Linked DNA regions of Mus musculus: regions 2, 3, 4, 5, 6 and 7 are each linked to region 1. Evidence: chromatin contacts called from public ChIA-PET, HiChIP or PLAC-seq and promoter capture Hi-C data. All regions are on one chromosome and are shown on one strand. Each heading gives the region's core, a stretch centred on a gene start, on an enhancer-like site or on the middle of the called end of the contact. The rest is flanking DNA. Distances are from core to core; before and after follow the strand shown. Region 1 holds the start of Cnih1 (cornichon family AMPA receptor auxiliary protein 1). Region 2 holds the start of Ktn1 (kinectin 1). Region 3 has its middle 230 kb from the start of Gm34499. Region 4 holds the start of Fbxo34 (F-box protein 34). Region 5 holds the start of Dlgap5 (DLG associated protein 5). Region 6 overlaps Dlgap5 (DLG associated protein 5). Region 7 holds the start of Lgals3 (lectin, galactose binding, soluble 3).

Region 1 (2,971 bases), core at 266-2,765:
CCAAGACTACCAGCCCAGAGATGGCCCCACCCACAAGGGGCCTCTCCCCCTTGATCACTAATTGAGAAAATGCCTTACAGCTGGATATCTCGTGAAGACATTTTCCCCAACTGAAACTCCTTTCTCTGTGATAACTCCAGCTGTGTCAAGTTGACAGAAAACTAGCCAGTACAAGGGGTTACTGCGTTCAGTGAACCAGGAGGCAGATTTAATAAATCTTAGTAGGTGCAGTCTCTGCAGGGAGCAGTCTTCAGGCAGTGAATAGGGTGGGGCTATGGTAGAGATGGAAATCCACACAGACTAGAGAAAGGTTTTGCTATTTCCTTGAGCCTGGGGTGTAGTGGCATTTGCCATTTTCCCATGACTCTGAGGATTTAGTGCCCAAGCCAAATAGCACACATTCTCCCAGACCCTCACTGCCTCAGAGTTTCTTCCACTCACCACCAAACAGTGGATGTGTGCTCACACAATGAATGTAACTTTAAAATAAATGTTAATCCACTAGAGTGATGCAGAATTTAAAGTTCAATTCCTTAGCCATCTTAGCCACCTTGTATCCACAAGTAGCCAGTGGCTGTATTCCACAAGAGCAAATGTCTACCAATGCAGAAAGTCTCAGACAGGCTGGACATAGCCCTCTAAAACATTCTATTCCGTTTGCTCCAGTGAGCACATTTCAACACAAATTTATCGTGTCTTTCTTGCTTAAAAGCCTTGAAGAGTTTTTCTTCCATCATCAGCATCTAGTAGATGATGAACTGGTTTCTCAGATTGCAGCCAGCATTAAAAATAAAACTGTTTTGTAGAAATTTTACTTTGTTTTTGATTTTTTTTTTCACCACCACTACCTTTCTAATCTGTGGTCTTTATGTTACAGGGTTACACTGAGAAAAACAAAATCTTTGAAATCTTGTGATAAGCAATAAAGTTTGAAAAGCCGGGGGTCTGGGTGTAAGCCTGAGCTCCTGAACTGAGCGTATTTTGCTACTCTGTGGTTTGAGGTCTTAGACCTCTGTCACCCAAGTTCCACTAACAGATCCATTGCTGGTTGCACCCAAGACACAACGTTTTCCTTTCCTTTTTCCCTTTCCACCTCTGCCCTTTGCTCATTTGAGCCGATTTCCTGTATCGCCAGCACTCCCTTCTCTTTTCCTGCACTTATCATAGAAGCCTCAGATTAGCTTCCAGGAGGGCCGGGTGACCTTTCATAGCATGCACAAGTACCAGTTTACAGCGTTATAACAACATTGTTTAGTCGCTCGTTCCTGGAAGTAGATTAAATCCTTTCAATACAGGCACTTTTAAAATCTACTTTTGCATTTCAAACACAAGACTAGTCTCTGGAACAAGCTAGACATTCATTTAATGGCTATCCAAAGAGTAAACTACAGAATGAAGGACAAAATCAACTGTGCAGACAACAGAAGAGCCACGCAAACTCCGACCATCAGGGGGTGCTCGCGCGGGCGGCCCTCTGCGCAAGCGCGCCGGGAGGAGGCCGCGGCGGCAGTGGAGGCTGAGGCCGGGGGAAGTGAATGGTTTTACCCAGAGGGCCGTGCGCCGCCTTTCTCCGCTGGCCCCGGCGCGCCCGGCAGCTCCTCCCCGGCCATGGCGTTCACTTTCGCGGCCTTCTGCTATATGCTGGCGCTGCTGCTCACCGCCGCGCTCATCTTCTTCGCCATCTGGCACGTGAGTAGCCGGGGCAGGGGGAAAGAGGGCGAGCGACGGCGCAGCCTCTTGCAGCTCCCGGCCCGGGGCTGCGTGGGGCCCCAGCTGCCGGCGCGCGCCAGGACGTGGCCTGGCTGCTAGGGCCGTGGACGCTGCGCGCTCCCGGGCCGGGGTCCGGAGGGCATGGCGTGCGGGGTCCCGGTGTCCACGCCGCCGCGTGCGGGCCCAGGCCGCGCTCCGCTATTCGCGAGCAGGGCTGGGCGGGGCGGGCAGGCGGGCGGCTCCGTGTCTACGCCGGGCCCGCGCGCACGGCTTGTCCGCGTCCCCCGTCTCGATGGATGCCCAGTGCGCACCGAGCGGTGACTCTCGGCGTGAAGTTTTCCTAATTTTTATCCTTGAATTACCGATTTCCTTTTAAGGCTTCCTCGGAGCACGGCCAAAATCGGATATTATAAGTTACTTTAGCTCCATTTCCAACTCTGCTTTGCAGCACTCGATGGGCGATTTTCTAGTAGAACACGGTGGTTGAGAGACGAGTTCCTGGTGAACTTTGAGGCAGCTTGGATTGATTACTTCGTTGGCCACATCTCCGAGTTTTCCCCTGAAGTCATACTTTGGATCGCGAGAGCTTTTTCAGGAGACAGCCTCCCAAGCCACCTCTGTGGTATGGGCTGCATGATTTAGTAGAGGGAGTTTTAATTTGATTTTGAAAATCCTCAGAAACTTTTGGCTCCTCATATGTCCTTGCAGGGTGGACGTGCATTCTTACTGTGCTCTGTCCCTGGTGACAGTTCTATTGAGACAGACTTTTGAGTGTCTCTACCGCTTAGCACCACTGAAAGAGCTCTCTGGGAGATCAGCAATTCTCAAAAGTTGAGCTCATTTGTTTCTATCCTCCCAGTACTTTCTGGAATAATGGCATAATTTGAATGATGGGGCGAGTTCAACCTCGTGTAAATACTAAGTCAGGTTTCATCACCATCCTGTGCGTGATTAAATGGCAGCAGATTAAATGGTTGCAGAAGTCTCCGAAGTAGGTAGATAGATACCAAGGGTCCTTCTTGCTAAGGAGTGTGATTGTATTTAGAGCCTATTTGCCTGTGGATGGGGAATGCTGGGGTCCGGTGTTCACTTTGTCAGAAATAACTGCTACTTCACACAACGCTCATTAGTTTTAACTAAGATTGGAAGAGCATCTTCTGCTCTTTGGAGGAAGAACAGGAAGATGGATAGCTTTCGAGCTGGCCCCATTGTTGTTTCCAATGAAAGTGGAGTGTCTGGCTCCTTTCCATCTGTAACTTTA
Region 2 (2,971 bases), core at 175-2,674, 860 kb before region 1:
TAATGCACCTGATAATTAAGACATGTATGTCTACTGAGGGCTACAAAATTCAGAGACGTTTCTAACTCAGGGTTGGCATGGGGAAAGAACCTACATAATTAAGCCTAGCTATTTCGTGTAAGGTCTCTAAAAGAAAGGTGGAATGGGAAAGAGGCTTATTTACCAAGCAACACATCAGATATGAAAGGCTACCGCGGCACATACAGAACACAGGTCAGCCGGAATGCCCCAGGGCAGCATGGACAGATTATCTCAGGTCTCATCACCAAATGCTTTTACCCACACCAGAGCCACTGCTGCCAGTGCTTGCGGGTGAGGGGAGAAAACAAGTGCAACCTAATTCAGGCAAAAAAAAAAAAAAAAAGTTAAATCACCCCTAAGTCACCTGCTACACAACTCAATGTCTAGTTCACCTTTGGGGAGCTCCTCTTTACCTGGGTGTGGAGCTGTCAATTTCTCAGAACACTCCAAAACTTTGAACTATTCTATTCGGCCCGCAGCTTCTGAAGCTATGCTAATCCACATAGCTGCTAAGGAATCCACTTCTAGCAGTGGCCCTGCTGTTAGAATCCGGGTTTCCGCCTCCTCCCAGAAGGACCCGAAGACACTAAACAGCGCACTTTTTGACCTAAACCGAGAGGCAGCCGGACAAAGAAGAGAACGCTGCTTCCCAAGCCCCGGTCTCGGATGGCCGAACTCTGCTCCCTTACGCCAAAAGCGGCCAGATCCGGGACACCCCAAATTCTATTGTTGGACACCAAGGCGGACACACCCCTGGGAGAGAGGGAGAACTTCGCAGGATTTCCCCTAACTCCCAGGACCGGGTGGTGGGAGGGGCGGCGCTCCGGGACAAGCGAGGGGAGAGCCGCTCCAGCATGGCGCACGCGTGGCCCAGCCCGAGCCCAGGGCGCCCGAGGCGAGGCGAGGCGCTCCCTCTGGTCACCCTCATCAGAGCCTTAATCCGCCAGCCCGCCCTGGGGCCTGCGAGCCCAGCTAAAAATAGGCTCCTCGGTCACCCCGCGGCCCTGGCGGATCGACCTCGCCCTCAGAGGAGATGGCCGGGGAGCTCCGGCCACTCGCGGACCTGGGATCGGACCTTGCAGCCACGGGGAGATCGCCGAGCCAGAACCCTGGAGCCCGAACCCGCAGGCGGATCCTCGGAGCGGGCCGGCGGCGGCGCGGCCTGGGCGGACGCTGCACACTGCGACCTCCGTGCGAGGCCTACCCCGCGAGCGCAGCCCCCCGCCCTGCGCCCCGCGCCCGCGCGCCCTGGAGTCCCCGGCCCTGCTCCTCACCCTGCGCAGCCGGGTACCAGGCCGGGACGATGCAGCGGCGCGAGCTCTACCTCCTGGTCAGCGCGCTCCCAGGCCCCGCCGCAGTAGCTCAGGTGCCGTCGCGCCGCCCCGCAGGAAACGGGCGGCTTCGGGGCGGGGCGGCTCCGCACGTCCGGGCGTCGCGGCCAGAGGGGCCCGGAGACCGGCCCCTTAAAGGGACAGGTCCGCGCAGCCGGCGGCCTCCAGATGCCCCGCGCTGGGCTGCAGAGACGTCACCCTCCGCCTGGAAGTCCCTGCGGAATCCCTTCATCCATTCAACCCTACTCTGCCTCCCCCAGTCGGCCTTGGTCTCACGTGACCCTCGCACAAAAGTACCACTTGGCCCCCGACACGGGTTGATTCCTTTTAACCGTACTCCAAGTTGCTAGACATACACACACACACACACACACACACACACACACACACACACACACACACACACACACACGGCTGGGATTTCTCCTCCGAAATCCGCAAAACGAGGAATTTATAGAGCCGACCTAAATAAGTTGTGTGCAAATATTGTAAGGCTGCAATGCTTGCTGGCTGCTGGCCATTCCTTAAGCAAGGTTAAATAACTAGAAACTGCAGCGCTAAGAGGGGTTGACCAGAATCTCTGCGTCTCTCTGCTCTTTGCTGCGAGGATGGAAGCTTTTTCTCCGGTGTTGCTTTTTAGTGTTTTATTATTATTATTATTATTATTATTATTATTATTATTATCTCAGACAACGCCAGTCACTGCCCTGAACATATCTACAACATACTCTAAACTCTCCTCAAAAGTTACCAAATGATTGGCACGCTTCTAGAGTGTGGGGTAGAGAAATAGAATCAGACTCACCATTACCATTACCCAGGAGCAATCCTTAATGATTGGAGCATCAGATAAGTCTCAACATTAACAACAGAGAATGTCCTCATCATAGGCTAGTTACAAGAATGCTGCGCATCTGTCTGCGTTCGAATGATTTCCGCCCAAGCTTTCAGAGCTCTTCAAAGCAGAAATGAAAGCTGAAGCGTTTGTAGCAACAGCCTGATGAGGTATTGAGAATTCCACCAGTGTCCAATCACCACTTCTCAAGGAGCTTGCTCTTTTCCTTTCTCATGAGTATTATTCAGCACTCACCAGCTCCAAGGCCAGCAAAACACTGTTTCTGAGCTGCTGTCTCTTGAACCTGTAAGTGCCAGAAGATTTGGCTTTGTTGGGAAGTGAGGCCATTAGTAGCTTAATACAAAGTGTAACTGTATCATTTCTGTAATGGAATGTAAAGGTTCTTGAATAGCTTACAAACAACTCTGTAATTGCGCCCCCTCCACCCACAAAAAAGTTTCCAGTTAGATTTTTTTTTCTGACATTAGGAAAAGGACACCATCATTTGCATACAAATGATACATAGGTTCCTTCGTAAGTTACATAGTAGCATGGTCTTTAGGGAAGCAATCCTCCAAACGTCTTACTTCTTATAGTCGATACAGAAGTATAAATGCGCCAGCCACTTCTATTCGGATGAACTTTGACTTCTCAAAGGGGAACAGCTGGATGCTTCCTTCCTATAAGCTTTCTAATTGCTCACATCAAAACAAAAAGATGTACTAGATATGTTACAGGTGGCAAGCCCTATTGGTATTTAAGACTAATCCTCTAAGTTTTGAAG
Region 3 (2,971 bases), core at 205-2,704, 800 kb after region 1:
AGCCGTGGCAAACTCGGTTTTTCTTAGCCACCCTGACTCCCCTCTCATCACAGTGGCAGAAAGGAGAGCAAACATAGGAAAGCCAGAACTAGATAAATATAAAACCTAGGACTATGGCCCAAGGCTCAGTAATCAAGATGCATAGAATCGCAGTGTAAGAATTGAAGGTAAAGGTTACTTAACTCTGCCCTCGGGTGGGCAAAACAGAAGTTTAAATGAAGACTAGATGATGAGATGTCAAGTCATCTGAAGCTGGGACTCGGTTGTCAGCTGGGACTAATAGTGCCATGGCTTCATCAAAAGAAATTCGGTTCTGTTTCCGCTAAATGTGTGGCTAGGGTTCTCCATGGGGAAGCCTTTGAGCCTATAAGGCCGTCTCTGAGAGGCCTGCACCTCAAAAAATTGGTCTCTGTCATTGCTATATGTTAGAGATAGATGAGGCTCCCATACCTGGAAGATAATTTGAGAAGAAAACTTTTCACTGTTCTAGGCTATTTTTCAAAGCAACTTTTAAACTCTCAGATTCAGTGGTTTAAAAAGGCGGGGTTGGGGGGGGGGTTGGGCAGGGAGGGAATCACTTATCACAAAGCTCAAGGGTTTCCTTGAACCCAGATCTGGTATTTGCCATGCAATATTTTGATAAATGGGGGTTAAATGGTTCCAAAATACACAGATTACATTTCCTTGAATATACATGGTTCTGGAAAATGAAAGGGAAACGGTGCTCTGAGCAAAATACATTTGGGCTCTGTTGAACCCAAATATTTCAAGAATACTGCAAAGTTTGCCAACACCCCTGGGTGCTCCTGGGCTCATATAGCCTGGCTCTCTGTTTGAGAATTCCTTTCAGCCCTCATTTTCCCCAGGCATCTCTACTCATGACAGGAAGTCTGTAACTCAATTTTCCCTTCTGTAAATAAAAAGCATCTCCATGTTGCACAGGCCTGCCATGCACCCCCAGGAAAGAAGGGAGCACAAACGCAGGTTGCTGGGGTTTGATCGGCCATGCAGGGCAATCAGAGTAAGGTCTTAGATGGTATGATGCCAGGTGGCCGTGGGGGCCTTCCTGATTAAACCGACAACATCAATTCTCAGGGACTCTCGTTCCATTACAAGGCCTCAGGACAATGACAACAGCATTAAACACTGACATAAATATACAGATGAACTAGTGGGCACAGGTCCGGCCAAGTTTAAATATAAGTACATGCTGCTCCTTTGTGTAGGGTGATGCTTTGAATGGGGCATCCAGGCAGATGAATTAAATTAACCAAAAGCCATGTTTGGAGGGGGAAATGGTTCCCGAAGACATAAGTGCCCATATTTTCCTAAACCTCTCAGAGCAGGATTAAAATTTATTGAACAGATAAATATTTTCTCAGTCAGGGAACTCAAAGTGGACAAGATTTGGAAATTCGAAGTTCTCGGGTTGGCAAATAGGTCATCAGGGCAGAGCTGAAACGTCCCCGCCTGCAGGTTTGCTTGGTTCCCTCACTGCTGCCGTGAGAAACTGGGCACGTTCCCTCAGCTTTGGAAGCAATGAAGGAGCCGTATGCACTGGAGTTTGTGAATCAACAGCAAGGAATGGCCTTTAATATTTAAATATGTCTCATGTAGCCATTAAAGACCTTTTACGAGTGTTAAAGCGTTATTAAAGCAAGATGGTCTCTAGGTCAAGGACCTTTGCTGGCACTCCCACTGTGCTAATGAAGTAAGCAATGTCTCCTTACAGTGAATGGCTGCCTCCAGCATTAAACTCAGTGTGTCCCTGTGGTTAAAAATTCCCAAGGGGGAAAAAAAAAAAAGAGTCAACCTGAAAATTATCCTAACCTAGGAACCTTTATTTCCATTGTTTGAACAACAACTCTGTCTGTGATTTACTAATGGGGTGGGAGTTGGAGGACAAGGTGGAAAATATTGACCAATGAAAAGCCAGTGCATTGAAAATAGCCACACACACTAATGTCTAGCACCCAGTAGATCCCTTATATTACGTCCCCGGTAATTATTTACCTGGTTTACAGGTGGAGTTAAGTCCACCCTCATCTAAGTCATCTGCTGTTCCCAAGCAATCAAGGGAGGACCAGAGAAGGGAGGGACAATGCTGTTGAAAGCCTGGCAAGCTAATAAAAGAAGACAAATACACTGCGTAAGAGGGACATGGGAGCAAACCTGGATGCTTTAAATTGTATATAACTAATTGTTTGGAAAGACCTAGTTATGAGAGATAGCCATACCTGCTTTACTACAACCTACTACCAACCATATCCTACAGAGAAGCAACCACACAAAGGGACACTAGAGTATTTATATATGTAAAAACTCTCAAACACCCTTCCTTCCCTTAACTCCAAATAAAATAGACTCCCACACTTATTGGCTATCAGAATGAAACATTTATCACCAAAAGTAATTTGATGACAACCCATACATGAGAATTAAACACAAATATCTGTGGTTTGCACATGATACACTCCATACAAAGCAGTGTGTTTTTATATTGAAGGTAACAACTGACTAGTTCCACAAAGCATTTATTAAGATACAACTCTTAAAAAATTGCATCATTCTGACATCAGACCTCTGAGTTCTGATTCTCTAAGTTCTGCATTTGGTTGTATATGATATTTTTTTTAATGTGCATTGATAACAAAGAATAAATTAGTCCTTGGTGGGTTTTTTCCACTACATTTTAATGTCAAAGCATTTAGATATTAAATGTCTTCCCATTAGCTTATGGAGATCACTGGGATGTTATCACTCATACTGTCACAATACACAGCAGGAATTCAGCAACCGTCTCTGTTGCTATCGAAATGCACTGGGCAGTGAGGGATAGAAAAGCTCAAGAAAGATGCATTCGAGGCAGAGCAATTGGTGAGCTGGAGTTAAGAGAAAAAAGTCGGCAACTGAGGTGCTATGTCGTGAGTCACTATGTGTGTGCATACATATTCCTGTGTCTGTCTGTCAT
Region 4 (2,971 bases), core at 295-2,794, 680 kb before region 1:
TCCTGATCCAAAGTTCACCTGGCTGCTCCCGGCATGCGCTAGCCATCTCTCTTCTCATTGACAGCATGGCCAGCCTACTGTGTTCCACTCTTCCCCTCCATCCCTCTTAGTATGAAGTGTCCTATGTAACTGCTTCTGGGCCCTCGTGTCACTACGGGCAGTCAAGAGATGTGTGCTTGACCGCCAGTGCGCCAGTGCTTCTATGCAGGTCTACTATCTTTTCAAAGCCTGAGAAAAATCAACATTCACAAAATCACCTGCTAAAATTTATCATTTCACATTCGGAAGCACTACTGACAAAATGTAAGTCGCCTGACCCCAAAGGTAGTCCTCAGATGTGTTATATTACGTTACAGCCTAGTCTTGGGGTGGGGGTGGGCTGCAAAGCAGAGGCTTATTGCTGAGCTATAATCACAGAAAAAAACAAATGTCCCTGATAAAACGGGGGAGGGGGGGGCAAGAAACACCAGGATAAATTACATCATCGGGGGATTATTATTTAAGAAAAATGTTGGATTGATTCAAGCTCCCCTTCTTTGCAAGACAAAGTTCATTCAAGATCTGCTTGCCTTGGTCATTCGCTAACAAGCAGATCACTGGCAAAAAAAAAAAAAAAAAAGATAAAGCCAACTAAATTATCAGCCCTCCAGTTGGTTCAGCCCCCGCGCACCCTTTCCCAGCAACTGCTACATCAAACCATCAAACTGAGTTTAGCTTCCTGAAGGCACAGTGAACACCCTAATACCCCTTCCACGCCCAACCCCCAAGATCCCTCATATCTAAACCGAATGTCCTTAAACTGTACTACTACCGATGCTCTCCGAAATGAAGTTTAAGCACCTGACAATTATTACATCCAAACTGTACGAAGCCGAGATCCCAAGATTTTGGTTCAAATCTGCTAGGACCGAACTTCCTTTTTCTCCCCGCGGGTCCTCCCAGCCCTTCCGCGCGCCAAGGTCGCCACTCGGGGCCTGCAGTGACATCACGGTCTGTCTCGGTAGAGCCCTGACATCACCCGCACGCCGAGCCTCGGCACTGTGACCTCACCACCGCAGGCTCGCACGCCAGGGCCCCCCGGGGAGGGTGGAGGAGACGCGCCGCTCACCTGCACGGGGACACCCGGAGCCCCGCGCCCCGCACGCAGCCCACCCGCGGCGGCCTAGCTTGGGTCGCCGGACTCCGGGCCCAGGGAGCAGCCGGGCGCACGACCTCGGGGCCAGGCCGCGAGGACGGCTCTCTGGAGGACGCTGCGGCGGCGGCACCCCGAGCACGGCGAGCCGCGGTCCCCGCCCCCAACGTTCGGCCCTGCCGCGGGGAGCAGCGGGAGCCGCCACGGTGTCCACCTGCCCCGCGCCCCGCAGCCCCGCGCCCTCGCCCGGCCCACCTGTGCTTCTGCCGGGCCAGGGCCTGGCCCGGGGCTGCGGCAGCCCGATGCGGCGGCGGCAGGCCTGACTCGCTCCCCGACACTGAGGCGGACCAGGAGCTCAGCGCTGAGCGGCGGAGCCCAACGCTCGCCCCGAAACCCATTTGTTGGCTAAACCGGCGTGACATCACGCGCCGGCCCAATCGACGGTTGCCCGGGGGCGGGGCCGCAAAGCCTGCGTGCGCCAGCGCCCCCTGCGGGCGGCCGCGAGCGCTGTGGGGAGAGATGGGAGCTGCCAGGACAAGCGCCTACAAGCCTGGTGTGGCGGGAGATTGGGGAGTTTGAGTGTCACTGCACAACAAGGACCCTAACCCTAGAGCACAGTTAGAGTGACAAGTTCATTAACACTCCCAGGTGCTCCAGAAGCCTTAATACGTTTGACCCTGTTAGATATCCAACATGTCTGGGTTCTAATCTTGGTTCTACCACTAGCGTATGGTTCTATTTCAATTTTTATTTTTATTTATTTTATTTTATTTATTTATTTATTTATTTATTTATTTAGGAGACAGAGTTTCTCTGTATAGCCCTGGCTGTCCTGGAACTCACTTTGTAGACCAAGCTGGTCTCGAACTCAGAAATCCGCCTGCCTCTGCCTCCCGAGCGCTGGGATTAAAGGCGTGTGCCACCACACCCGGCTCATCTATTTCAAATTTTTAAAATGAGCTATTTAGCAAGCCCATGGCCCTGGGTTTGATCCTGATGTCCTACACACTGGGCATGTTGCTTCATATCTGTAATCCCAGAGTTTGGGAGGTGATGTCAGGTGCGCCACAGGTTCATGGTCACCCTCAATGGCAAAGCAAATTTGGGATCAGCGGGAGCAGGGCGCGGGTCCTCTCTGTTAAGAACACTGGCTGCTCTTCCAGGGGAATTCAATTCCCAGCACACCACAAGGTGGTTCGAAACTTGTCTGTAACTGCAGCCTCATGGAATCAGACGTCTTTTTCTGGCCTCCACAAACACTGCATGCACGGAGACAAAACACTATACACATAAAAAAAATTTTTACAAAAGAATATATTTTCCATAAAATTATGGCAGAAGTACCTACCAGAAAGTACATAAACTTTAAAGTTAAACTGCTAATCTACAAGAGCCTTGTAAACTTATCAGTGAAAGAAAAAAAAAAAAAAACAACAACAACAAGAAGACTCAGCACTTAAGAGCACTAGCTGCTCTTCTAAAGTACCCAGGTTCAATTCTCAGCACTCTCGTGGTGGCTCACAATTATCTGTTACTTCAGTCCCAGGGGATCCAAGACACACATCTGGTGCACACATGTGCAGGCAAAATAGCTATACACACAAAATTTTTTAAACAGCCTCACATCAGAAAATAAAAAACCTCTTGTGAAACGTGTGTGTGAAGTCTTAAAGAATCAAAATGTAGAAATAGGACCAGTGAGATGCTGCAGCAGATGAAGGTACTGACACTAAACCTGACACCCTGAGTTCAATCCCTACGACCCACCTGGTAGGATGAAAAGATGTCCTCTACATGTGGGCCGGAGTATGTGAATACCACCCATACAGACACACACAC
Region 5 (2,971 bases), core at 189-2,688, 630 kb before region 1:
CGAGTTCTCCATCACCTACAAACCTGTGAAGCACGGCCGCCGCCCGGGATCGGTGCCACCCACTCCTCCCGATTCACTCCCCTCAAGTAGCCGAGGCCAATAGAGACTCAGTTTTGGGTCCCTGGGTGGTGGTGGTGGGTTAAGATTTATTTTGTTTTCTGCCTATGAGTGTTTTGCCCACAGAGGTCAGAATGTGATGGATCTTTTAGAACTGGAGTTACAGAGAGTTGTGAGCCACCACGTGGGTGCCTGGGTTTTCTGCCAGGGCAAGAAAGTGCTCTCAACTGCCAAGCAACTCTCCAGCCCCCAGTCTCAGCTATTTTAAAACAACAGTGAAACCCAAACAGGAACCACATTGTCACACACTGTTACTACGTCTTAAGGTGTCTTTTAACACCTTACAAGAACAGGTTTGTTTCCTGCAAACCATGTTTTTCAACCTATGCTGAACTTGTGACCCCATGATGTACGCCCACCCCTTTGCCTTGTTAAGTTCCTGAACACCTGTGATGACTCCCCTTCCACATGCTGTGTTCTTGCATTTATCTACCCCATAGGTAGCCTTGAACCCCGAGTGGCTCACTCTCCCGCTGGCCCAGATGCTAAAGGCACTAAGAGTCAGTTATCTCCAACGGCTCTTTTTTTTTTTTTTTTTTTTTTTTTTTTAGCAACCCTGACCCATTCCCATAAAAAGAACCTCAAAAGCCAGTGAGGGGCTGCTCTCTGAAATCTCCACTTTGGGAGACCGCAGCTGGCTGGCCAGTTTGCTTTAATCAGATATAGCTTGCTTTAATCAGCCACTCGCGAAATTGGTGTTTCTTTCCCCCATCAGATCTAACATAACCATGAATATTATGTCAGTTACCTATCTTCATCTTTCTCTTTGTATGTCCCAGAGGTCTCAGTGCTGCTATAGAGCTGCAGGCAGCTGGTCCTCTTTCCCAAGATGTTGGCAGGGAAAAAGCAAAAGCCAAACTTACAAACTCTTTCCTAATTTATCTTCCCGGTGTCTACTGGATACCGATCAGTCTACAAACACATGGTCAGCACAGCTGTCCTGGCCCAGGCGTTTTTGTTTTCTTGATATCTCATGGGATGTGTGCCTTCGTTTATGTGTCTGTTAGAAATCTCAGTTGATTTCTAAGGCAGACGTTAATTTTGCCTTAGAAAAGAAGGAGAAATGGAATAAATGATCTCGTTTAACTTAAAACCTTTGCCTTTTTTTAGCGTGGATGCTCAGCCCGTAATCCCAGCAGCACTCAGTGACAGGCAGGAGCATCTCGGTGAGTTCGAGGCCAGCCTTGTCTACATAGTGAGTTCCCAGACATAGTGAGACCTTGTCTTAAAAACCAAAACAAACAAACAAACAAACAAACACGTTTAAAAGGAAAGAAGAAAACCGGCCTGAAGAGCCAACAAGTGCGGCCCGCCCCACTGAGTTTATAGTGTGTCGCTGCCACGCCTAGCGGGTTTACCGCCTCCCTCCTCCCCCTCGCCCTCCCGCTCCCAACCCTTTGCCTTCCAAACAATTTAAATGTCGCACAGAACCAACCTATCGCAAGCCTCGTTCGAGGGGAAGGGGCGGGAGCTTCCGGAAGTGTTGGCAAAAGTCCCTCCAATCAGCGGCTGGCAGCGGGAAATTTCAGTTCCGTGAAGGGTCGGTCCGGGAGTTCCTTCTGCGGATCGGTGGAGTTTTCTGTGTTGCGACATTGTTGTGGATCCAGAAACTGCTTCAGGTAAGTGGGATCAAGAGTTCAAGGTCCTCCGTGGCTGCATACCAGCTCGAGAATGGCCTGGGACGAGACTGTCCCGAAAAAATTTAAAAATGGCCTAGGTGAGATGGCTCAACAGTTAGGAAGGAGCACTTGTTTGCAGAGTTAGCTTCCCAGCATCCCACGTAGGGCAGGTCACAAACTCCTTGTAGCTCCAGCGTCAAGAGGTCCGACACCCTCTACTGGACACCAGTATGCATCCACCCCAACACAGAAATAGACATACACATAAACAACAAGAAAAAAAACCTTTGGAAAAAATTGGCATGAAAAATGTAGATTATCCTAAAGCATTGACAGCGTATTAGAGATGAGACTCTACCCGACCTGTATGCTAGTAACCTCCCAAAATAGCCCACAAGTGTCAGTGGATTCTGCTTTTCCTGAAGACGCTGTCATTTCTCTCTAACCTGCTGTAAGTATTAGACGGAGAATCTTAAGATGAGTGCACAGGCAGGGGAGCTGACCTGAGAGGTCCACTTGACCATCACCATGACACAAGCCATTAGAGAAGAAGGACCTCAGTTGAGGAAATGACGACATGAGGTCCAGCTGTAAGGCATTTTCTCAGTTAATGATTAATGGGGAAGGGCCCAGCATCTTGTGGGTGGCAGCCATCCCTGGGCTGCAATCCTTGGTTCTGTAAGAAAGTGAAGCAAGCCAGTAAGAAGGGTCACTCTGTGGCCTCAGCACCAGCTCCTGCCTCCAGGTTCCAGCCTTGCTTGAGTTCCAGTCCTGACTTCCTTTGATGATGAATAGCAAAGTGGAAGTGTGAGCTGAATAAGCCCTTTCCTCCCCAACTTGCTTTTAGGTCATGGTGTTTTGTTGCAGCAATTGACACCCTGTCTAAGACAACCGTGTTAACAAGTTTTGCTTAAACTCTTTCTCTAGTAGTTGTGTTTGACACTTTCTCTCTTTTCCTTTTTTTCTTTTGGTGGGGAGAGGATTAAAACAAGGTTTCACATAGCTCCCACCAGCCTCCTTTGGAGCTGAGACCGACTGACCATGAGCAGGCCCTCTTGTTTTGGTTTTCCGACTGTGGTTGCACAGTATTTATCAGGCCAGCTTTAGCCAGGTGTTAAAGTCACAGGAGTGTGTTCATCACAGTAGGGTGATGCTGCGATGAAGGGTCTAGGTGGGTTTCAGACCTTACTTACTTCCTACTCATAACCCCCAAATAGGCCGTGGTATCTCATCTG
Region 6 (2,971 bases), core at 130-2,629, 610 kb before region 1:
CCTCCTGCCTCAGCTTCCAGGATGCTGGGATTACAGACTTGCTCCTGACATACTGTGGGTATTTCTTAATTGTGTGTTTAGCTCTCAAAGTAATTTATCAGTGTCTCTATCATATAAGAATTGTAATTCTGCCTGTGACCACCAGATGTCTCTCCTTCTACATTGTTTGGTTGTTTGGAGAGAACTTTATGAAACCTCATCCACCAGCCCCCATCCCCACCTCCTCCAACAAGGGCATACCTACTTCAGCAGGGCCACCTCTAATTCTGCCTTAACAGTTCTGACTGGGGACCAGCCATTCCCACGCATGAGCCTATGGGGGTCGTTTTCATCCACACCATCAGACGCCACAAGGTGGTGCTCAGTCGGTGGGATGATGTCCCCTTAATATCAGCTGGTCCTGAGCTGAAACAGGTGTGCATTCAAGCCATGGGGGACAACATAGTGAGACCCTGTCTCAGAATAAAAGTTAAAAGGGCTACGGACTTAACTTCAGTGGAAGAACGATTTCCTGGTATGCACAGGGAGGGCTCTGGGGTCAGTCCTCAGTACCACAGGAACAGGAGAAGGTGGTAATGAACATACCTTTAATTACTATTTCTCCTTGCAGAAAAAAATTGTGCCCGGTAGAACAAGCAAAGCAAAGCAGGATGACGACGGACGAGCGGCAGCTAGGAGTCGCCTTGCAGCCATAAAGAATGCAATGAAAGGCAGGCCACAGCAGGAAGTGCAGGCCCACGCAGCAGCTCCGGAGAACACAAAGGAAGTTGACAAAATAGTGTTTGATGCTGGGTTTTTCAGAATCGAGAGCCCAGTGAAGTCATTCTCAGGTTTGTAGCTTTGCTGAGACTGAAGAGCGGTGTTTGGGCCAACTGGGGGCTGGAGTGAATGGTGGAGAGTGACTTTCCCATGAAAGAGCCCACACGCTGATGGCTAGAAGTGGGTTCTGTGCTGGCAAGCCTGCGTGCACATCAAATATTGAGACGAGTGCGGGCTTGTGCCTGTTCTCCAAGTGATGCCATAGCTGTCTCTGCCATGCAGTGCCAGTCTGTCTGTGAGGTTCCGAGACAAGCTGGGCTAGGGGTACAATGCAGAGGAAGCAGACCTGAGCCATCACACTTCCCTCAGCCATGCCCTTCTGCACGGGGGTTGAGGGAGTCATCTGTGCTGCTGTGTTTGAGATCCTTGGGGGCAAACTCAGCTTGACATATGGTTAGCAAGCACTTGTCCCTCCAGACATAGCCTCCTTTTCTGAAATCCTCTCTTTTTAGACAAGGCTTGGCTAAGTTTCCCAGGCTGTCCTTGGACTCACACAGGCCTGTAGCTTGCTGTCTGAGCCTCTGGAGAGGATGTGGTGTCGGGCTTGTGCCACCAGCCCCCACTGCGCATCCCTGTATTCAACAGTCTCCTGTACGCTACCCACGTGAGGTCATTCTCTTACCTCCTGCTAGGACTGTGGTTCTGGCAGCAGCTGCTCAAGTGCCATGTTGGAGGAAGCCGAGTATCTCAGCAGTTTATCTGTAATGCTTTCTTGTTCCCCTGTTCCCATGACTAGCCTATGTTTCAGCGGTGTTTGGTAACCATCTACAGCAGGATACAGCTGATGTCTCAACTTACCAGGAAAGACTCTCTTTTGACTCGGGGTTTCTCTGTGTGGCCCTTGCTGGTCACTATATAGACCAGGCTGGCGTCAAACTCACAGAGATCTCTTACCTCTTCCTAAGTGCTGAGATAAAGGTGTGCGCCGCCACTCCTCTGAGTCAACGCTCTTGACCCAAGCACTTGTTGCCTGCGTTAGCTAGGGATAGCCCACTTGCTAATTTACATTATACCTTCTAAAACATTCTTCCTGTAGAGGTGCACCTCTTCGTCTTTCTTTCTAAGTTTTAGTTTGATTTTATGTACCTTTACCTACACTTTGTCCACACCACGTGTGTGCCTGATGCCTGTGGAAGTCAGAGGAGAATATCAGATCCCCGGGACCTGGAGTTAGAGCTGTCGTGAAATATCACTAGGTGCTGGGAACCAAACCTGGCTCCTCCGGGAGAACAGCCAGTGTCCTTAACAACTGAGCCTCTCGGCAGCCTTTTGCATCATAGGCATGGCATATGAAAGCTAAGCACGGGCTAACGTGACGATCCTCTTGTCCCACAAAGCCCCTGGTACTGGACAGTAACAGATGTTGACAAGAGCAGGCTCTGTGCCTCCTCTCTGAACAGAGACTGGCCGGAAAGACTTGCTATGGGGCTTGTTCTTCTTATTTCCAGTCCTGTCTTCTGAACGTCGTTCTCAAAGATTTGGAACACCTCTGTCTGCCAGCAAAGTTGTGCCTGAGGGCAGGGCTGCAGGGGACCTTCTGAGACAGAAGATGCCACTGAAGAAGCCGGACCCTCAGAGCAGCAAGAGCGAGCATGTTGATCGGACGTTTTCAGATGGTCTTGAAAGCAGGTATCTCTTTCATGTGTACTGTGAGTTTAGTGGTATTGACGTGAGCTATCGTTCCATATGGTTAAGCTGGTAAAGTATATATATCAGCCGTATGTTTCTAATTAAACTTCACATGTAACCCTGTAACATGTGGGCAAGGCTTCCTCTTTTCTAAGGAAACAGACTTCAGATTTCAGGTTGGAACCAACTCTAGTGTTGGTAATCATAGCCACTCAGGGGCTGAGGTGGAAGGATTATTTCGCCAGCAGTTTGGAGCCAGCTTTAGCAACACTGCCTGTCTTAAAGCACCAGGACTGAAGTTGGTAAGTGGTCCTGATGCAATTGGCAGAAGTGTACCGTGCAGTACAAGGGAGAGAAGCAGTGTGGTATCCTCTGGTGAGAGAAAGTGCCCAGTGTGTGCAGACAACCTAGACATCGCTTTAGGTCATTAGCTAGCCAACCCTTAGAGTAGCCCTGCCAGGGACGGGGAGAGAAACTTAAGTGGTATCTTAATGAAGTTTAGCTTGTAGTTGCTCAAACTGAT
Region 7 (2,971 bases), core at 222-2,721, 590 kb before region 1:
AGGGAGTGGCACTAACTGAAGGTGTGGCCCTGTTGGAGTAGGTGTGTCACTGTGGGTGTGGGCTTTAAGACCCTCATCCTAGCTGCCTGGAAGCCAGTCTTCCACTAGCAGCCTTCAGATGAAGATGTAGAACTCTCAGCTCCTCCTGCACCATGCCTGCCTGGACGCTGCTATGCTCTTGCCTTGAGGATTATTGACTGAAGCTCTGAACCTGTGAGCCACCCCCACCACAATTAAATGTTGACCTTTATAAGAGCTGCCTTGGTCATGGTGTCTGTTCACAGCAATAAAACCCTAACTAAGATACTTCCCCTGCCCCCAAAGGTAAATAAATAAAAATACGGAACTATAAACTTGAAGCAAACATCTTGGAATTTCAGAAAGTGATAGTTTTTACACACTGGTTTCTGTTCTTTTCCTCAGAATTAGCCGGGTCACTAAGTCCAAATGTTCTCATTATCCAGAAACCCTACTCCCCGGGGGTCGCTTTATAAATATTCCAATTTCTTCAAATAGGAATCACTTGCTTCCCTGCTAGGGTTAGCCGGAATCCTAAGCCTCAGTCTCAACTCCCCCTCCCCACCCATTCCCGTCCCATCCTCGATTCCCTGCAATAGTGCTTGAGTAACATAATTCAGCATAAATGCAACCTTTGAAAGCCTCTCGCTAAGGGTCTGCACTCTGAGACCAACACGGCCACACCCAAGACTTCCTCCACCCAGATCTAGAGGTTATTGCACAAATAACCACACTGGTCACGAATGAGTCACTTGGCTTACAAAAAAATGTTAGAGGTTACAGTAGTTCTTCATCCCGACACATGCGCACTAGGGCTTGGGCAGCACTGTCCTGTGCGGTCAAGCACGCAGCGGGTGGCTATAGCCCCTACCTCCGCTGAACCTGGTGGAACTCACTGGCACCACACAGCAAGATCTCTAGTGGAAGGCTTCCACGTGCACCAAAGGAGCCTGCTGGAATTCCTCCAGGAGTCAGGAATCCTGGGCGATGTCTTTTGAGTCTCCAAACTCCCACCCCCACCCCCAACGTGCCAGAAGAGGCACCTGATCCCTATGGCCAAGCTAGGGGCCAGCTACAAGGTGGATCTCCGTAGGTTGTGGCTCACTCTAACGCAGGGCTTCGAAGGAGTGCCCAGGGCCCGCTGGCATCCCGCCATCCCAAAGAGACTTAGTATGTAGGTCGTGAATAACTTTCTCCGAGAGTTACCCGCAGGAGAGCCAAGGCGGTAGACCAGCGCCTGGGACCCTGAAGGTCACCTCCGTCCATCTCCCGGGAGCCCAGCCCTTTCTTGGTGCACTGAGCAGCACCGGTCCCCGCGCCCCGCGCCGCTCACCTGGGTAGTGCTCTCTGTGCCGCTCACCTGATTAGTGCTCCACCCGCCGCTCCGCTAGCTGTCAGAGCTGGGCGGTGGCTCGGCCGCTTCTAGTACTCTTTTCCCCGGGCCCGCCCTCCCAGGGCGGGGCAGCATCCCTCGCCCTGCAGGCGCCTGGCTGGACCGCGCCCCACGGACCACGGAGCTTCCCCACAGTGGACTGGGACACGCCCGCCAGCCTGTGCCCCTCACCTGTGCCCCGCAGTGGGCCCTAGCCGACCGCACCCAGACTCTCAGACTCACCCAATTCCCTTGTCTGAAGCTGCCTGTCAGGGTCTCATCCTGCCCCTAATTCCTTCACCTGAAGCCTTCCGCAGAAATGGCAGTGACTTTGAGTGTGAGGGAAGGGAGGAGCAGGTGTCCCTGACAAATCTGAGATGTAAGAGGTGCCCCTGTTTGCATTCACTCCTGCTCTGGATTTTGCTGGGCTGGGTAAACCCAATGTGGTACATAGTAGGTTCTCGGTAGGTATTTGTTGGTTGATTGATTGATGAGTGAATGAATGAATGTGGACGAATGAATTAATGAATGAAGTAGTATGAATGTGTGAATTGATTCCTAGGAAGATGTTTTCTCAAAGATTGGAGGAGAGTTACAGCACGGGCAAGGGGCAGTTAAATCAAGAGGACAGGGTGTAGCTCTGTCTATATGAAAATAGTTACAAGGAACAGCCGCTTTTGCAAGAGGCTGATAACCAGTTTGGAACCATTTATATAGATTAAAAACTTGAGTGATGTGGTTAAGGATATTCAAGATAATTTTTCCCCAGCTTCAGATACATCAGCTAATATCTACCAAACACTTATGCACCCCACTCTATGCCTAGGGCTTTACATACATTTATGGAGTTGGCATTATTTTAATCCTATTAGGTCCAAAGCAGCCCCCCAGAATGCCAGTGCTGGTCCTAAACAGAGGGACTCTGGCTGCACAAACAGAAGCTTATAGGTGGTTTCTGTTGACCAGGGATCTCCCTTAGTCTGCCCCCAATGTCAACTACCTCAGGCAAGGGCACCTGCTTCCCGGTCAATCCCAACAGCCTGTAACAGCTCAAAGCCCCCCATTCTGCTGACTTCTCCCCACACCCGGGGCAGGGGAATGTTTATTGCCTTGGTGGTTTGAGCCCCAATAAACTTATCTTTCTACTCATTCAGTGATGTCGCTGTGCCCTTGCTTACAAATCCCATTTTAGACATGAGAAAATATGGGTATAGAGAGTCAAGCATAATCCCGTAAGGGTGCTTGCTACAAAGCCCGACGCCTAACTTTGATCCCTGTAACTCAAGAGGAAAGAAGAGAACCAACTCTTGAATGTTGTCATTTAAGCCACATACACATGCTCACATGCATATGTGCAAATATAAATGCATTTTAAAATATTAAAACATCGCTTCTCGGCCTTTTGGCTAAGATCAAGTGTAAAATATTAAAACATGTAAATAAAATTTTAGAAATAAATATATGTATTTTTTTAAAAAATCACTGTAGGTAGTAGGTGTGGTGGCTCATGTCTTTAATCTCTTGGGATCTGCATGCTCTTGGGATGCAAAAACAGGCAGATCCCTTCAAGTTTAAGGCCAG

The links. Promoter capture Hi-C pulls out the DNA fragments that hold promoters and counts their contacts. ChIA-PET counts read pairs in DNA pulled down with a chosen protein or histone mark. HiChIP or PLAC-seq counts read pairs in DNA pulled down with a chosen protein or histone mark.
Region 2: a contact with region 1 is called in a promoter capture Hi-C map of liver, with 4 times the contacts expected there. The contact joins the promoter of Ktn1 here to the promoter of Cnih1 in region 1. A contact is called at or near these places in 3 of 39 promoter capture datasets (the C10 cell line, liver and pre-B cells) and 1 of 115 datasets of contacts at active chromatin or transcription factors (bone marrow-derived macrophages).
Region 3: a contact with region 1 is called in a promoter capture Hi-C map of liver, with 4 times the contacts expected there. The contact joins the enhancer-like site here to the promoter of Cnih1 in region 1. A contact is called at or near these places in 10 of 39 promoter capture datasets (the 3T3-L1 cell line, 3T3-L1-derived adipocytes, HPC-7-derived erythroid cells and 5 more), 1 of 115 datasets of contacts at active chromatin or transcription factors (astrocytes) and 1 of 9 other capture datasets (adipose tissue).
Region 4: an RNA polymerase II ChIA-PET map of memory CD8 T cells shows a contact between it and region 1, with 10 read pairs. The contact joins the promoter of Fbxo34 here to the promoter of Cnih1 in region 1. A contact is called at or near these places in 3 of 39 promoter capture datasets (the C10 cell line, cranial neural crest and pre-B cells) and 1 of 115 datasets of contacts at active chromatin or transcription factors (memory CD8 T cells).
Region 5: a contact with region 1 is called in a promoter capture Hi-C map of pre-B cells, with 4 times the contacts expected there. The contact joins the promoter of Dlgap5 here to the promoter of Cnih1 in region 1. A contact is called at or near these places in 4 of 39 promoter capture datasets (cranial neural crest, hematopoietic stem and progenitor cells, maxillary cranial neural crest and 1 more) and 2 of 115 datasets of contacts at active chromatin or transcription factors (bone marrow-derived macrophages and pancreatic cancer cells).
Region 6: a contact with region 1 is called in an RNA polymerase II ChIA-PET map of memory CD8 T cells, with 8 read pairs. The contact joins the enhancer-like site here to the promoter of Cnih1 in region 1. A contact is called at or near these places in 2 of 39 promoter capture datasets (the C10 cell line and pre-B cells) and 2 of 115 datasets of contacts at active chromatin or transcription factors (effector CD8 T cells and memory CD8 T cells).
Region 7: a FOXA1 HiChIP or PLAC-seq map of pancreatic cancer cells shows a contact between it and region 1. The contact joins the promoter of Lgals3 here to the promoter of Cnih1 in region 1. A contact is called at or near these places in 7 of 39 promoter capture datasets (the C10 cell line, the HPC-7 cell line, cranial neural crest and 4 more) and 1 of 115 datasets of contacts at active chromatin or transcription factors (pancreatic cancer cells).

The regions. Positions count from the first base shown.
Region 1 is chr14:46,786,901-46,789,871 of GRCm38.p6, reverse strand. Cnih1 (cornichon family AMPA receptor auxiliary protein 1) reads left to right here and starts at 1,515. Exons shown (of 5, transcript NM_009919.2): 1 at 1,515-1,689. The coding sequence starts at 1,609.
Region 2 is chr14:47,647,764-47,650,734 of GRCm38.p6, reverse strand. It overlaps Ktn1 (kinectin 1), which reads right to left and starts at 1,424. Exons shown (of 39, transcript NM_001347527.1): 1 at 1,296-1,424.
Region 3 is chr14:45,987,839-45,990,809 of GRCm38.p6, reverse strand. No RefSeq gene overlaps it. Among named protein-coding and RNA genes, the nearest start is that of Gm34499, 230 kb to the left of the region's middle. Within about 2 kb of position 1,454, at least 7 of the 459 cell types and tissues checked have an H3K27ac peak or open chromatin away from gene starts, as enhancers often do. A contact at or near this core is called in liver, where this site is marked.
Region 4 is chr14:47,471,134-47,474,104 of GRCm38.p6, reverse strand. Fbxo34 (F-box protein 34) reads right to left here and starts at 1,544. Exons shown (of 3, transcript NM_001146086.1): 1 at 1,388-1,544.
Region 5 is chr14:47,416,874-47,419,844 of GRCm38.p6, reverse strand. It overlaps Dlgap5 (DLG associated protein 5), which reads left to right and starts at 1,438. Exons shown (of 19, transcript NM_144553.2): 1 at 1,438-1,736. It also overlaps the pseudogene Gm8353.
Region 6 is chr14:47,393,614-47,396,584 of GRCm38.p6, reverse strand. It overlaps Dlgap5 (DLG associated protein 5), which reads left to right. Exons shown (of 19, transcript NM_144553.2): 14 at 611-830; 15 at 2,268-2,448. Among named protein-coding and RNA genes, the nearest start is that of Lgals3, 21 kb to the right of the region's middle. Within about 2 kb of position 1,379, at least 74 of the 459 cell types and tissues checked have an H3K27ac peak or open chromatin away from gene starts, as enhancers often do. A contact at or near this core is called in effector CD8 T cells and memory CD8 T cells, where this site is marked.
Region 7 is chr14:47,372,360-47,375,330 of GRCm38.p6, reverse strand. Lgals3 (lectin, galactose binding, soluble 3) reads right to left here and starts at 1,471. Exons shown (of 6, transcript NM_010705.3): 1 at 1,379-1,471. It also overlaps the pseudogene Gm52166.